Regions from separate parts of the Mus musculus genome. Here region 1 is linked to region 2. A link is a contact called in public HiChIP or PLAC-seq data. All regions are on one chromosome and are shown on one strand. Each heading gives the region's core, a stretch centred on a gene start, on an enhancer-like site or on the middle of the called end of the contact. The rest is flanking DNA. Distances are from core to core; before and after follow the strand shown.

Evidence for each region. HiChIP or PLAC-seq counts read pairs in DNA pulled down with a chosen protein or histone mark.
Region 1: a contact with region 2 is called in a FOXA1 HiChIP or PLAC-seq map of pancreatic cancer cells. The contact joins the enhancer-like site here to the promoter of Scfd2 in region 2. A contact is called at or near these places in 8 of 39 promoter capture datasets (the 3T3-L1 cell line, 3T3-L1-derived adipocytes, the HPC-7 cell line and 4 more), 3 of 115 datasets of contacts at active chromatin or transcription factors (bone marrow-derived macrophages, fetal liver and pancreatic cancer cells) and 1 of 9 other capture datasets (adipose tissue).

The regions. Positions count from the first base shown.
Region 1 is chr5:74,895,974-74,899,004 of GRCm38.p6, reverse strand. No RefSeq gene overlaps it. Among named protein-coding and RNA genes, the nearest start is that of Gm52779, 47 kb to the left of the region's middle. Within about 2 kb of position 1,709, at least 71 of the 459 cell types and tissues checked have an H3K27ac peak or open chromatin away from gene starts, as enhancers often do. A contact at or near this core is called in adipose tissue and pancreatic cancer cells, where this site is marked.
Region 2 is chr5:74,530,480-74,533,208 of GRCm38.p6, reverse strand. It overlaps Scfd2 (Sec1 family domain containing 2), which reads left to right and starts at 1,467. Exons shown (of 9, transcript NM_001114660.2): 1 at 1,467-2,427. The coding sequence starts at 1,590.

The sequences.
Region 1 (3,031 bases), core at 460-2,959, 370 kb before region 2:
AGACTTCAAAACAGCATGCTGTGTGTAATAGGTACACAGAGTGCTGTCAACTAAAATAAATAACTTTAAGATTATTTATTTAGTATATGAATAATGTACTTAGTGAACACACATGTTCACATGGCACAATGTGTGTGTAGGTCAGAGGCCAACTTGTGGAAGTTATCTCTTTTCATTATGTGGGTTAGGGGAATCCAACTTAGGACATCTGTCTTGGTACTAAGTGCCTTTGTCTGCTGAGCAAGATCCTATGGTTGCTGCACCTTAATAACTACTGAAGACTCTTTAATAAAGTTTTTGTCTACTTGTGAATGGGGTTTCATTGAGCTCTTCTATCCTAGGGAAGGGAGGAAGAGAGGGAGGGAGGGAGGGAGGGAGAGAGAGAGAGAGAGAGAGAGAGAGAGAGAGAGAGAGAGAGAGAGAGAGAGAGAGAGAGAGAGACTTAGTCCACACGTAATTAACTACAAGGATGTAGAAGTGACAGATGAGCAATTTGCCTTCCTTGGAGGCTCTGCAGCTTGAGAAGACAGACAGAAACTGGAGTCCCCTCCTCGGTGTGGTAACTACCTTTCCATTGTTGTGACCTAATATCCCACGGAAGGAAGTTAAGGAAGGGGGAGTTTATTTGGCTGGTGTTTTTGGGTTTTACAGACCATCATAGCAGGGAAGACATGACAGCCAAGTTATGAAGCCTTTGATGACTACGTTACATATGCAGCCAGGAATCAGAGAGAAATGAACCCTCTCACACTATCTTCTATGTGTTCTGTGCCATCACTCCTTAGGGGACCAGAGGGTCCTTTACAGTCCCATCCCGAGTCACCCTCACTGCTGTAAAAGTCCATAATCTAATCTACCCTTAGGGGATTAAAGTGATTTAGGAAAGCAACCTGGGCCACCAGCTTGGGACCCAGGATGGGGCCTTCCCACTTACTCATTATTAAGACTGATAGACTAATAATTCTATACCACGTGGGCAAGCATTTCCTACGAGCCATTCCTATATCTTGTTCCTCAATACCCCCAAGTTTGTAGTCTATGGCACAGAGAGCATGGATTGAGGTGTTTTGTCTTGTTTTGTTTAGATTATTTTATGTATGCGAGTACACTGTTCCTCTCTTCGGACACCCCAGAAGAGGGCATCAGATCCCATTACAGATGGTTGTGTGTCACCGTGTGGTTGCTGGGAATTGAACTCAGGACCTTTGGAAGAGCAGTCAGTGCTCTTAACCGCTGAACCACATCTTCAACCCAGAGAGTGAGTTTTGACAGCTGGACAGTGTGTGGTTGTAAAACATAGTTCATTTTCCTGGGTTTGGGATAGCCTTGAGAAACAAAAAGGGTAAGCCTGTGGTCACCGAGCACTCTGTAGTTCTGGATAGAGGGTCTCATTCCTGAATCACCCTCTGTGCTGTGAAAGTTCCTAATTCCATAATGGAGGAGTTGCAGAGGTCATGGAGAGATCCCGTCCTTAATATGACTCAAAGCTTCATTATGCCAAGGAATGCTCTCTCTCAGGGCAGTGTTCTATAACGAGGTCAGCACATTTCGCCACAAAGCCCAGATCCTGGAAATATCTGAGTAATACCAGTATCATGTCTTCACGGGGGTGACATAGTCTCCTATCCGACCCCTAGGAGTGCAGACCGCCTGATCTCAAGCGCTTTGTCTCCTCCGGGTGCTTTTCTCGGTTAACTACCCAGTCATCTCCTTCTGCAGCCAAGAACAATCTTGGTCTGCATCTTTGCTTTCCAGTCAGGAAGGGTGGTGCAGCTCAGTCCTGTCTGACACATGCTGCTGATTCACTATGGCTCTAGGGAAATCCCTCCTTGCTATTTTATTAGAATATGAATCTGGTAGCAGGGGTCAGATTTCAGTTCGGTTTGTAAAAGCACAGTGGAAACACTCATGTGGTTAAGCCTGAGGGTGGATAGATATGTATTTCTTTCATGTGTTTTGTTTAGGGACAGTGTCTCGCATGGAGTCCAGGCTGGCCTCAACCTCATAATCCTCCTGCCTCAGCTTCCCAAGTGTTCTCTTTTGTCTCTCTTTTATTATGCTATGAGACTAAGAACTATCAAGGACACCTTGTTCTCAAAGGCCCAAGCATGAAGAATTTATGAAATTGGAAGCCAGTTTGCAAGTAAGGATATATTGAGGCCTTGGTTGAGCTGTTTTTTTTTTAAAGGAATTTTTAAATTAAAATGTCAAATACCAACTGATTATTTAATTGTGGTATTTTGTTCATATATGTCACTATATTTGTATTGAACCATCTCTCCCACTGTCCCCTTTCCTCTCTGACTCTGTCCTTGTTGTTCTCAGCCTGAAGAGTCAGGCATAAACTCAGAAGGGGATAAAAGATAGAGTCACATCCAGGTCTCTGGTCAACAGGGGCAGGCTGTGTGAGGCCATTCTGGATTCACTGTCACTCGGAGGGATCCCCTCCTCAGAACATACTCATAGAGTGAGAGAGATAATTTGACAGACCCTGTGGTAAGATTGCTATGGTGGGAAATGCTCAATGCTTGGTCTCCAACTGCTGGTGCCATCTGAGTTTGTGCAGAGGTGAAGCTTTGCTGAAGGAAGTGGACCACTGGGAACAGAACTGGGATTCTGTAGTCTGGCCCCACCAGCTCCTATGCTCTCTGCTTCCTGACTACAACACAATGTGACCAGCTGCCCCTCACTCCTGCTGCCAGGGCCTCCCACCATGAAGGCTTTATCCCCTCAACCGATGGTCTATAATTCACTCTCTGTCCCTCAGTAGCATCTTGTTGGCTATACTGTCTTAGCAGCAAAGAAAATGATACTGCAGTTGTGATAGCGCATCCATTAGAGAGTCGGAGGCACAAGAATTGGGGTTTGGGGCTCTGGCAATGGGATCCTGCTGCTACACATAATGAGAATGAGGATGGCCGCCAACTGGCCCATTCACCCAACAAGTGTGCGACACCTTGAAGGTTCTGGGGCAGGAGATCGAGGTTAACCAATAAAGGGAGTGTCTGCTCCCAAGGGTTTGCTCCATAGT
Region 2 (2,729 bases), core at 218-2,717:
TGAAGTATACTTTTGAGAAGTAATGAAAAGGAGTGCTTAGCTATAAGAATTAGACAATGAATAGATTACTGCTCAAATCATGCCAAGAGACCAGGTATGGTGGCATATGCTTTAGGGAGGTCAAAACCCAACTGTATACACACACACTCTCTCACACACAGAAACACACGAATAAAACTTTAAAATGAAAGCAATTGCCATGTGTCACAACTAGATGAATGATGTTAGGTGAAGTAAGTTAATCACAATAAAGCAGATAGTACAGGGACCCAATTATAAGACCCACAGTGCCAATGCAAAGAGAACAGGATTAAAGTAGAGGCTGACAAATGCTGGGGGGGGGGTGCAGGGAGCTGAGGTTGAGGGTGGCAATTGTTATTTAAAGGGTATATAGTTTTGAAACTATTTTGATTTTGCAAAATAAAAAGTTCCAAAGATTGGTTGTACAGCAGCATGAATGTTTTTTAATGTTTCCGAACTGTACATTTTAAAATGACTAATGGTGGACATGGTGGCACACACGTTTAATCCAAGCACTAGGAAGGCAGAGGCAAGCAGATCTCTGTGAGTTTGCAACGAACCTGATCCACATCATGTGTTCCAGGACAGCTAGGGCTGCACAATGAGATCCTGTCCACACATACTCACACACACACACACACACACACTCACTCACACACACACAATTAGAACAGTAAATTACTAAATTTTTTTATCTCATGCATGTTTCCACAATTAAATAATAATAATAATAATAATAATAAAACAGGTTCTAAACTGAGATGTGTAGATCAGTATATCTATTCCTCAACCCAATTCTCATCTTAGTAGCTGTGAAATGGACCCCAAAGCCTTTTGACTGTGTGGAGACAGGATCTCTCTGTCTCTCTCTGTGTGTCTGTCTCTGTCTCTCTCTGTGTATGTGGTGTGTGTGTGTGTTGGGGATGGGTGATTGTGCGTTTTCCACAATTGGCACATGGAGGACAATTTTTCCGGGTCCTGTTTTTCTACATTGAGTCCGAAGGATCAAACTCAGGTCATACGACTTGTGTTGCAAGCGCTTTTAGCCTTATGAGCCATCTTGCTGGTCCCAAAAGGTATTTCACGAGGCTGGAGTGCACCAACGCAGAAGATAACCTACACAAGACCAACTATTACGTTGCAGTAGTTGTTTGGCTTCTCCAAGTTCAGATGGGGGAAGTACTTTGCTTCAGACCAGGTTTTATTATTCCCGAGAATTCTTAACCTGGAGGAAAAGGTGATGAGAGCTGACAAGGGAGGGACGAACAAAACCCATTTCAATTCTTTCCTAGAAAGCTGCTGCCTCCAGCTTTTCAGGGACTATCGACCCTGTAAGCACATTCCGTTCCTCCTTCAAGTGCAGACGTTCCTTCCGCCAGCCCGCGCGCCTGATCAGCCAATGAGCGCCTAAGACGTCATCACCGCGCGCGCGAACGCCGAGCGTCAGAGACAGGCCCACGTGTACTGTGTTGACTGTCAAAGTACTCAGTACCCGGAAGCCCTGCGTTCTGACCTGAGTTCCCGCCCGTACGCCGGTGAGACCCCTGGCCAGCTGGCGATACGGGATCATGAGCGCCGCGGGCATACTGGCCTTTGCCCAGCAAGGCTGGGAGCAGGTGCTGGCCAAAGTGAAGTGGTCCGTGGTCTACCTGGACGCTGCCTGCGCCGAGAGCCTGCACTGGAGCTGCGGATCCAGCCGGCTTCTGGAGGCGGTGAAGGGTCCTGCGTGTCACCTGCGGGAATTTGAACCCCAGGCCATTGGCGGGGGAGCCAAGCAGCCCCGGGCGGTTTTCGTTTTGAGCAGCCCGCTGAAAGGCCGGATCGTAGACACTCTACAGAGTATCATTTGCCGCAGTCACTTTCAGCACTGTGTGGTGGTCACAGCCGTGAGCCACGCAGTCCACCTCACTGCTAACCACGTACCGGCCGCTGCAGCGGCCGAGCTCGAGGGGCAGCAGCCGGTGTTCGAACAGCTGGAGGAGAAGCTCTGTGAGTGGATGGGCAACGAGAACTATACGGCCGAGGTGCTCCACGTCCCGTTGTTTCTCGCCCCTGTTGCCTCCCATCTCGCTTTTACTCCAGCCTTTGCTACCCTCTTCCCACTGCTACCTCAGGATGTCCACGCTCTTAACAGTGCCAGACCCGACAAGAGGAGGCTGAGCAGCTTGGGTGAGGTGGATGCCACTGCCCTAACCCCAGAGCTGCTGCTGTACATCAGATGCCTCGTGTCAGGCCTCAGTTCTCTGTGTGAACATCTAGGGGTACGAGAGGAGTGTTTCGCCGTGGGTCCCCTCAGTCGGGTCATCGCTACAGATCTGGCAAATTATGCCCCCGCCAAGAACAGGAAAAAGACTGCTACAGGCAGGGCTTCTGTGGTCTTTGTGGATAGAACTCTGGATCTCACAGGTAGGTGGCATTTCTGGGAGTTGTTCATCTTCACTCTCCTAGCTAGAGGATCTGTTCATTGATTCAGCATATGTGTTTATTGGCCTCATATTGAGGTTGGCAATATAAAGATGAACTAAAAGAACCAGCCCCTAATTTGACAGCATCTGGAGTTAAGTTTTGTCTAGTGGAGAGTGGACATAGATAAAGCACAATTTTATTTGTTAAATGCTGTAAGCGGGCAAATATGGCTTTAGTGTGCGTTGCTTTTGATAAAACAACCGGGCCTAGTCCAAGAGACTGGAAAAAATGAGATGACCTTG